Regions from separate parts of the Mus musculus genome. Here region 2 is linked to region 1. Evidence: chromatin contacts called from public HiChIP or PLAC-seq data. All regions are on one chromosome and are shown on one strand. Each heading gives the region's core, a stretch centred on a gene start, on an enhancer-like site or on the middle of the called end of the contact. The rest is flanking DNA. Distances are from core to core; before and after follow the strand shown.

The links. HiChIP or PLAC-seq counts read pairs in DNA pulled down with a chosen protein or histone mark.
Region 2: a contact with region 1 is called in a FOXA1 HiChIP or PLAC-seq map of pancreatic cancer cells. The contact joins two enhancer-like sites. A contact is called at or near these places in 2 of 115 datasets of contacts at active chromatin or transcription factors (astrocytes and pancreatic cancer cells).

Annotation. Positions count from the first base shown.
Region 1 is chr2:27,896,918-27,902,003 of GRCm38.p6, reverse strand. The region is part of intron 1 of Col5a1 (collagen, type V, alpha 1); the gene reads right to left. Among named protein-coding and RNA genes, the nearest start is that of Col5a1, 13 kb to the right of the region's middle. Within about 2 kb of position 2,508, at least 9 of the 459 cell types and tissues checked have an H3K27ac peak or open chromatin away from gene starts, as enhancers often do. A contact at or near this core is called in pancreatic cancer cells, where this site is marked.
Region 2 is chr2:27,284,496-27,289,581 of GRCm38.p6, reverse strand. It overlaps Vav2 (vav 2 oncogene), which reads left to right. Exons shown (of 28, transcript NM_009500.2): 12 at 890-976; 13 at 3,058-3,143; 14 at 3,817-3,949. Among named protein-coding and RNA genes, the nearest start is that of Sardh, 40 kb to the right of the region's middle. Within about 2 kb of position 2,386, at least 29 of the 459 cell types and tissues checked have an H3K27ac peak or open chromatin away from gene starts, as enhancers often do. A contact at or near this core is called in pancreatic cancer cells, where this site is marked.

The sequences.
Region 1 (5,086 bases), core at 1,259-3,758:
GCATCAACTCCTACCCAAGGATGTGGGGAGGAGCGCACTCATGAACCACTGAGGGATATAGGAGGGGGCCCACAAATGGGGTTCAAATTTGAGAGTCAATGGGTAGAGAACTCTGTGAATCAGGAAAGGGAAAACAGAAACCAGCTTCTCTGGCACCTACAGATGGAGGGTGTCCCTGGACCAGTACAAATGTCCAAATGGAAAGGAAGGTGATGGCCGAACAGGCATGAACCAGGCAGGGTGTGAGAGCATCCCAGCACTCACTCTGACGTAGGCTGGGGTAGAGCTGCATAGGAGGTAGAGTGGGATGCCAAGACCGGGTGGCGTGGCTCTGTCCTGGCTGCAGCATCACTCAAGAAGCCAGACCAGGAAACAGTTTTATAAGTGACTGGAAAGAGGTCGGACTGCCTCTCAGCCAAGGAATTTATCTGCTGGCCATGATATTGACCAGGCGTGAGCAGTCAGGCAGAAAGAGCACACGGCAGGGGCCTGGTGTCTTAGCCCCGGGAGGGAGGCTGGGAGCATGCCTGTGTCTAAAGTGAGGAGACCTTTATAATCTCACTTCCCACACTCAAAGTTGTAGATAATAGGAACTGTTCAAGGGAAGGGCCCAAACAGAAAGAAGCAGCCAGAGAGAGTGGGTAGCAGCAGGCTGTATTTAAATCATTGCAAAACACGGCTGGGAGTTTTTATAGGGTGAAATGGTAGATCCTGGAATCAGATGAGCTGGGGCTAAAAGCAGCATCTGAGGAATGAATACTGAGAGATGGCAGGCTTGGCTGGTCAGCAGAGAGCTGCAGGGAAGGCAGAGATCCCAGGAGAGTGTCAACCCAACCTCAGGCTGGCTCCTCGTGGGCACAGTCACCTGGAAAGTTCTTCCAGGGGCAGGGTAGCAACCACATGGGGTGAAGGGGACACAGAAATTAAGTCAAAGCTTGGAACACAGCTCAGTTGGCGAGCGCTTGCCTAAAATGTACAAAGCCCATAGTTCAGTCTCTGGTACTGCATAAAATTACAACAGCACATAGCTATACTCACAACCCTTGGGATGTGGAAGTAAAAGGGTTGGAAGTTCAAGGTCATCTTTGGCTACATAGTTAAGTCTGAGGCTGGCCTAGGGTTATTAAAAAAAAAAAGCAGGTAAAAATTACCTCATCCCCACAAGGAGACAAGACATGCTTAGCTATGTGCAGGGCCACAGGGCTCTCTGGAGACATCACACATATTACGCTAGAGTGCAGATGCCCATCACCATGGCCAGCTTCAAGTCTGTTATTTTCCTAGGCATCACTGAAAGGCCCAGGGTGGTTCCAATCACCATGGGAATTGTGATGCGCAACTCTGGGTCTGGACCTCTGTCTGAAGAGGGGACGGTGCAGTGGGAGCTCACACCAGATATTCTGATCCACCACACATTGGTGGGCAGTCCCTAGGTGTGCCTGGAAAACACTGGGCACCCCATCCCTGCAGATATCAGGACACCTAGCCCGAGAGCCCAGCTCTCCAGTGTTCAGATTACCTTGCCAGGACTACCGCGGCCTGCCCCAGAATGGCACGGACAGCGTGGACCAGGGCTCCCCTGGTTTCCCAGCACCAACTGCTACTCCAGAATGGCTATACTCTTGTTCAGCAGACACCCTGGAGTCTGCAAATTACTTTCAGCTAGTCCCAGAAAGGATTCACTAGGCATGCCCCCATGCTGGTCCACTATGAGATACAGCAGACTACAGCCCTGTCTGGTTCTTTATGGCCTCAACTCTGCCTCCTTAGATCCACACCGCAAGCCTATGAAGGATGGGGCATCATCCTGGATGAGGACTCCACCGAGTCACACTGGCTACCCAAGCCACACCCAATTTTAAAAGGCAAGAAGCCCTGAGGTGCAATACCACCCTCAGCCTCTAGGTGATGCTTTCTCTTCCCCACTACAGCCAGAGAGACCTGAGTTCCAGGTCTCTGCCCCTCCACAGACCTAGGCCACCTTCTGCTACTGTGTGCTGAGAACTCTGGTCCACTGAGTGACCAAAGTGTCTAAGATCACAAGTACACCAGGGGGTCAGGTAGTTGGTCTAGACAGCAAGCACCAGTTATAGGATCAGAGCCCCGTGAGGCACACTAAGACAGCCAGGTCACCAGACATTGTTCTCAGAGTTTTTAATTTTCTTCTCCAAAGGCTCATGATTTAACTGTGGGCTACACCGCACTTAACTTCTCTGGCCACCTTGAGCTTACTGCTAAGCTGTGGCAGCTTGATTCTTGGACCCTCTAACTGATGACTCAACCCCCCACCCGCATCCACCGGGCTTATCGGGAGGGGAAGGGCCGCGGGGGGCAGGCCCAGGAACCCATCCACTCTTGCCATTCATGTTTGGCTTTCCCAGAGCATCCCCCACACTCATTTCATCAGCTGCCAACTGAGATGGAACAGACAGCCCCTACCTGGCCATAATCCCCACTATCTGACCTTCTTCCCACTAAAATGGAAAAAACGTGACTCAGACTCCTAAACAAACAGGCTCCTCACAGCTGGATGCTGTGGAGAGCAAACCCACAGAGGTCTCCAAAGATAGATCACACGGAGCAGAACCCAGGAATCCAGGGCTGTGGGCTTCAGGAAGCCCAGGGAGACAGGAACCTGAACCCCAGCCCCGATGACCACACACACTCACACAGGAACACTCATTCTGCCACTCTCTCCACACCCTCTCATTAGTCCCTGCCACAGGGATGGAGACCCCTCCCCAAAGAAAAGGGGGAAATGCCTTCAGTGGAGATGAAAATGTTATCTTCAATCAGCCTTCTCTACTGGCCCTGACACCCAGCCTGAATGTCACCCCTCAGGCTGACAGTCATTCCTAGAGCACAGATATTGTCTTAAGAGCTTAAGATCTGTCTTTGCCAGTTGCAGAGCTTCAGTGGGCCTTGGTCTTCTCACCTGTGAAATGGGGAGATGGTGGGGGTGGTGATGTCTCATGTCTTAGAGCCAAGCTCTTTAAACCACAGGTTGTATCACCTCATGGGCCACATGACAATATGGAGGGGTGTCATGAAACAGCTTGGCAACAGCAACAAGTGTCTCAATGAGCACTGACCAAAAATTATTTTCAAATCAAATGTACCATGAATCTGAGGTTTCTCTGGCAAGTGGCCACCTATGGTGAATTGTGTGACCCCACTACGACCTTGGATGCGGACACAGGTGCTCACTACATACGCCTCAGCTTGGAGCCCAGACTGCTGCACCTCGGGAAACCAATGCTTCATCTACATGTAATGTCTCCTGCTCTTAAAGAAGCATAATGATTTCATCACAAACAAACGACACAAGCTTTCATATTTCCCCACCATCATCCCTCAGGAGCAAGCATCAAATTAGCATATCTTTGAATTTTATTATGCCACTATGTTTGATTTTTCAAAAGTTGTCATTTGAGCTGCTGATCTGAGCATGAAAACAAAATGATTTCTGTTTGTGAAAACAAAAAATCATTAAATGAATTTTGGCTTGGGATTAGGGTGAAATTTCCAACAATTTATCAAATGGCCCCAAACCCATCTCTGCCCACTTGTACTATGCATTTGTACGAGGCTGAATTCTCAGCACTGACGATCATAAAATCAAGACATTGAGCATCTCTGAAAAACACGGAGACCACTATACATCTGACCATGGCAATATTCAGCCAAGATTTAATCTTTATATAAAGATAAATACATGTACCTATTTAATTAGCACCCAAACTTGCTTTTATCTTTAAAAGATGGCATAATAGGTATAGCAAAGAACTGTTTTAAAATAAACTTCCTCACACTAATCAGTAAATGTTTGGTTTGTGCGCCTATTTTACATATCTGTAGAGCCAGGGTCACATGAAAAGGGGGTTCAAGCAGGACACATTTAGAGCCCTGGCTTAGAAGATGCCATTAGGATAGACTAGGTAGGGAAACACTTGGGTAAGTGGGAGGAGGGTGGGGAGAGGAGTGGGGAGGAAGGTGGAGAGGAAGAGGGGGAGAAGGGGTGGGGAGGAACAGGAAGAGGAGACTGAGAAGGGAAGAGAGGAGGGGGAAGTGGAGGGGAAGTAAGAAGAGGATAAAGAGGGAAAGAAGAAAAAGGAGGAGAAGGGGGAGAGGGGAGCAGGAGGAGGCAGCAACCTGGAGAGTCCTGGTCTTCACATTCAGTGAACATCGGGCATGCGTCTTCATGTGCAAAGGTTCCGTTACCAGAACCAAAGGAAGCTCTGGGGAATAGCAAGACCCCAGGGCCTGATTGGAACCTGTGGCCCCTCCCCTCCAGTCCAGAGGCTGACCCTCCTTGGCTGTCCTGACCTGATTACAGGGGTACCTGAAGGACCACAATGGACAGATGAGCTGTCTGTTCTCCATTCTCTAGCCTTCCTCACGTACAAAGGCAAGCAGAGAGAAGGGTCTTGGCTTTCCCCTACTACATCCCGTGTGGCCTTTCTGCCACACTGTTCATGCCCTAGTACAACAGTCCCTCCTGGAGCCTGAAAATCCGCCTCGAGGGCCAAGCAGCTGTTTGCAATCGGCCCAGCCCTAGCCCCAAGCAGAGGAGGTGGAGTAAGTAAGTCCACAGGCTGGACTCAGAGAGTCTCGGGGCATGTGAGGACAGGCATCCCCAAAGCTAGGAGACCCAGGGCTGCCCCTCCCCATGGACAGAGCCAGCAACAGTGAAGAAATGGGGCGGGCCTAAAAGGGCAGGAAAGAGCTCTCTTCTTGCAGCCCATTTTCAGTCACTGCTGATGAACAGGGAACATCTCACCAGCCTCAAGCCAGAGTTCAACACAATGGCTTGGAGACATTTTATAGCACCTGCCAGGGGGTGGGGTGGGCTCTCCTGTCTGCACACCACCCAAGTGAGATGTTTGGGAACCATCATGGTCATCCAAGAAAGCCTTGGATGAGCCATCCTGCAGTGACCTTTCAGCCATCAGAGGCAAAGACATTAGAGCTGGAATAGCTTCCCCAGCTGGTTGGATCAGGACAGCCAGGCTCCTTTCCCCAGCACCAGGATTATGGCAGATGGACCCTCTCTGCTTCCCTCTCCTCCCGACCTGTGACTTCAGAA
Region 2 (5,086 bases), core at 1,137-3,636, 610 kb after region 1:
AGTACACACTCCATGCAACTCTGTTAGCTGGCTGCTTTGCCTCCGGAGCTCTACTGTCTCTGTGGGAATCTCCTTCCCAGACGTGCACTTCTGTGACTCCTGCCAGGGTGCACAGGGCCACACACGCTCAGATCTGTCGCTGCTGTTGATTTAGAACAAAACCCACCCTTTATAAACTGTGGCTTCTGGTAGGGAGCTGCCAGTAGCAAGGTTTGTAGGCTGGCCCTTGAAGTGATCCCAGAAGCAAGAGAGGCCATAAGGGAGGTAGGAACTGGCTCCAGGATGTGGGTCTGGCTTTTGTGTGCCGGGGATTTCCTCTCTGCTCTGCTTTCTGGGTAGGATCCCTGCTGTTCTGTCCCAGCCGCCCCTGGGCATTGCTTCCAGACCATTTCAAACTTTCTGAAGCAAAGTGAGCACTGCCCCCTGGTGACTGACTAGAGGATTGCAGTACTATGTAGGGCTCATACCTTCCCCCCACTCCATCTCCCCCAGCCACTTACAGAATACCCAGGCTCTTCAGGGAAGGTGGGACAGGGGCTTCGTGAGAGCAGAAAGGTCTAAACAGTGGCTGTGTGTGACCCACTGTGGCTTATCCATGCTGGGCTGCATCTCCATTCTGACACAGAAGGCCTTCTGAGTGAGGGGAACCTGGATTTGGGGGTTCCCAGCACCCTCTTCAGCATAGTGTGTACTCTGGGTTCAAATGTTGTGTTCTTCACCTTATTCCTTCCTGGTTCCCTGTGTGTGGTGGTTTTTACTCCCATAGCCCAGAGTTGGAGTGGCCCCAGGCAAGATGGAGGAAGAGTGTGGAATGACCAGCTGGGCTAGGAAGGGGCTGGGAGGTCACCCCGTGTGTGACTCAGTGCCCTGATCCTGTCTTGATTTCCAGGACTTGGCCATGTACATCAATGAAGTGAAGCGGGACAAGGAGACCTTGAAGAAGATTAGCGAGTTCCAGTGCTCCATAGAAAACCTGGTAAGCCGTGGCTGCCTGCGAAGCCTGCCGGGAGTAGGAGGGAGGTCGGGCAGTATCAGCCTTCATCCAGTTCTACCTACTGTGCGGATGAGGTCATCCACGTGTAGGGCTCAGGAGATGGATGTCCTATTGACAGCCTGGCTCTCTTTCTCCCTTCCCAGCCTGAACCCCAGGCTGTGGCGACCAGAGGCAGGACGCTTCGTCTGCTCTGTGGCCCTCCTGTTTCCCTGTCCTCAGGGTGGGCAGTGGGCAGGGTTCGGCTTGGGGGTGGGGCCACGGTCATCTCAACCTGAGAGCTGGCCCTCAGCTTGCCCCTTGTCTAGGAATCAGACTGGGGGCTGTCAGTCAGGGTTGGCCCTCTCTCAGGCATACTCCGGGGAGAAGAGATGAGCTGTTCCTGGACTCAGCCCTGCTTGGCCCCATGTTGGGTCTAGGTCTCTCTGTGTTGGGGTGTTCTGCAATAGGAGACCTTAAGCACGCCCTTGCCCCCACCCATCGGATGCTAATAGCGCCCTCAACCCCAAGTGATGACTGCTCCTCCAAATGCCGTCTGATTCCCAGAGTCATTTTGATATTGAACCATTGATTTTTTTCCCCGCTCAAACATCCCCTCTTCTTGGAGATTTTCCTGGAGAGCTTGGCGAAGTAGAAACCTGGAAGCCCGATATCTAGGCTGGCATACCCATCTTCATCTCCAGAGGAACCCTCTACAGAGCTGGCTGGCTCATCAGAGGGCAAGGAGAACTGCCAAGCAGTGTCTGATGAGTGCTCTGTCTACATGTGTGCTTGCACGCCAGAAGAGGGCGTCAGACCCGGGACAGATGGTTGTGAGCCACCATGTGGTTGCTGGGAATCAAACTCAGAGCCTCTTAACCGCTGGGCCATCTCTCCAGCCCATTCTTATGTGTCATGAGTGTGACCTGAAGCATGAACATTTGTGGGGTTCAGACCATTTGCCAGTCATCCCTGCTTTCTGATCACTGCACAGTTAACACACTGCTTTTGAACACAGGGGAGTTTGCTTTGGTGTTGTGAGTCATGTTTGCTCTTTAAATGACAAGGAATGGGATGTGAGTGTGGTTTAGTTGGCAGAGTGCTTGCCTTTCATGCACAGGGCCCTGAGTAAACTGGACTCAGGGGCACTAACTGTAATCCAGCATCGGGGGCAGGGGAGGAGGAAGGCGGAGGCAGGAGGATCAGCGTTGTCTTTGGCCACACAGCATCCAGGCCAGTGTGGGATACTCCAGGCCCTATCTCACAAAGAACGGTGATCCATGGATCTCGGTGTTTCTGGTATATGACAGCCAAGCTGCATGCAGTCTTGGTGCTGTCTCTAGGAGAAGGCACCTGGATTTATATGTCCTGTGTGATGGGGACAAAGGGGCATAGCAGAGTCCCCGAGCAGATGTGAATCATGCTCTGTGTCAGGCCAAGGCCAGCCTCTGTCATACTGAAGTCAGACCTAGGAGTTTTCACAGAGTACAGGGACCAGGCCTCCAGGCCCATGTGACCACCCACAGGCATAGCCACTTCCCCTGGAACCCGACCTCTGCCTTCTCCTGAATAGACTTGTCCCTTGAAGAGGATACAGAGGACAGTGGAAAGGCAGATCTCTCTGTATTAAACAGAACAGAGAGGCACAGTCCAAGCAGAAGCGGAAATGGAGACTTGATGGCCAGTGGTGGCGGGGCTGGGCATAGATTGCTTTCTGTGGAGGATGAACCCGGCTGGACCCCGCCTGTGGTTGCCGCTCAGTCCAGTGGTGCTGCTTGCTTGCTTTATTTGCTCTCTTAGGGCTGGACCTCTGGCTTTTCCTACAGCTCCGGGTTCCACACAAGGGCCGCCTGTGAGCATGACCAGACCATCAATTGCCCTTTGTTCCCAGGGCTCAAGGGAGTCCCCATTGTGGCCCCCTGAGAGGGGACAGGCTTGGCTCATTCATGGGCTACCCAGTCACCGTAGGCACATTTTCCTAGATCACACCTGGGTCTTTCTGTCCTGCCCTGGGCATGCCTACTTTTCTCCCTGTCTAGCAATGCAGAGGTTGTCCACCCTTGGACTAACAGTCCTTGCCTTTCCAGCAAGTGAAGCTGGAGGAATTTGGGAGGCCAAAGATTGACGGGGAGCTTAAAGTCCGGTCCATAGTCAACCACACCAAGCAAGACAGGTGAGTGGGGTGATGTTCGGCACCCCATCCCCCTTTAGCCTGGGGACCCCACTCCTAGGAGGCCTGAGACAGACCCTCCTGTGGGAAGAAGGACAGCAAGGCAGGCGCCATGCAGCTGTTTAAATCACTTCCTTTCCTCTCTCCACAATTCCTCTGTGTCTGTCACACAGCAATAGCCACAAAAGGGCACTGCCCTGCCTGTGGTGGGCTGTGAGCTGGCCTGGGAGTCGAAGCTGGGACACAGAGAGGTCTGGCCTCTGGGGAGCTCCTTGCCCAGTGGGAGTAGATAGGCAGGTGTGGGCGGAGTCAGGACAAGTCAGCCGTCTAGGAAACGTCACAACAGACTTGGGTTCTGGGGGCACAGAGGAGAGAATTGGTAGTGGCCTTTGAATAGTGCTCCAAGGGAGATAAAGACAGAGGGCCGAGGATCTTCTGCATGAAGGTGGCATTCAGGACGACTTTATGGGAGCAGTGGCTTCCTGACCGAGAGTCATTGTGCCATGTGGACCTGACAGAAAGGAGGGTCTCACCTTGGAGAGAGGGCAGCCTGTACAAGCCTTGGCCCTCTTGGTTTAACACACTGGCTGTGGTCTCAGGGACAGGAGTCAGGCAGGGATATAGGCTCTTCACACAGAGCATGGCTGTCCTGACACTGGGTGCCCTATGTGGCCAGGTACCTGTTCCTATTTGACAAGGTGGTCATCGTGTGCAAGAGGAAGGGCTACAGCTATGAGCTGAAGGAGGTCATTGAGCTGCTCTTCCACAAGATGACCGATGACCCGATGCACAACAAGGACATCAAGAAGGTGGGTCTGGGTCTGGAGAGGGGCCAGGTGCAGGGTCCTAACCCCAGGGCCAGCACATCAGGTGTCCCCTGCTGGCCTCCCTTTGTCATTATGACTGGCTGGTAGTTCCCATGGTGGGTCATAGGCATCCTTAAGACTCTAGCTTCCTAGAAGCAGAAGGGAGGTCATGCTTAGGGTACCAGTAAGAGCCTCGTTCCCAGCCTTGACTTTTTAGTCTCAGTGGACCTGACTAGTTCTTCATTGTCTGTTGTAACAGCTCCATTCTTGCTCTGTCTCTTTTGCTGGGGGCTGGCTTGTGGTTTGTCAGGCTCTGAAAGCCAGTGGACTAGGACTGCTGGAAAAGGGGCTGTGGGTTCTAGGGGGTAGGGCTGTAGCTGTAGGGGGTGGGGCTGTAGGGGTGGGGCTATGGGTACTGAGGCTATGGCTGTGGCTGTGAGGGGGTGGGAAACACAGTCTTGCTTCTGAGTACACCACCTTGTGTGTGTGTGTGGCCCTATGCTGGGTTGGGAACAAGAGCCAGTGGCTAAAGGCTCTGACCTTCTGTAAGTCCCCATATAGGACCAAACACAAGCTCTTCCTAACCCTGGTGTCTGAAGCAGGAGACAGTGACCAAGGCTAATTTCCAAGCTCCAAGACTTCTTATGAAGCCTTGGGAGACCACCTAGAGTGTTTGATGTGTTCTTACCGTCCTGGGCTCTCAGCCTGCCCAGGCTGCAATGTGGCCTGGCCAAGCCTCTTAATGACCTGTCTCCCTTTCCTTCCCTCTTCATGCTTCCTAGTCTCATGGGAAGATGGTAAGCCCCTGGTGCTCTCCCCCTGCCCCAGTGCTGCCCCGAGCTGCCCTTTCCAGACTTGTGGGTCTGGGAAGATCAGGCTCGTGGCCCTCCTCCTCCTCCTTCCTCTACATCTCAGTCAAGAAAGTGACACATATTTGTGGCAAAAGACTCTCGATTTGTAGGTGTGACCTGGAAGCCAGCCTGCTCTCCTTCCTGGGAGGTAAAGATCAGAGGTCACTGAGCAATGGCAGGCGAGGCTTCGTGATCTCTGCCCTGCAAATCCGTCCTCCTCACTCCCTCCTTCCTCTTCCCCATGTTCCTCTCTCTATCTCTCTCTCCCTCCCTCATCCCTCCACTTCTA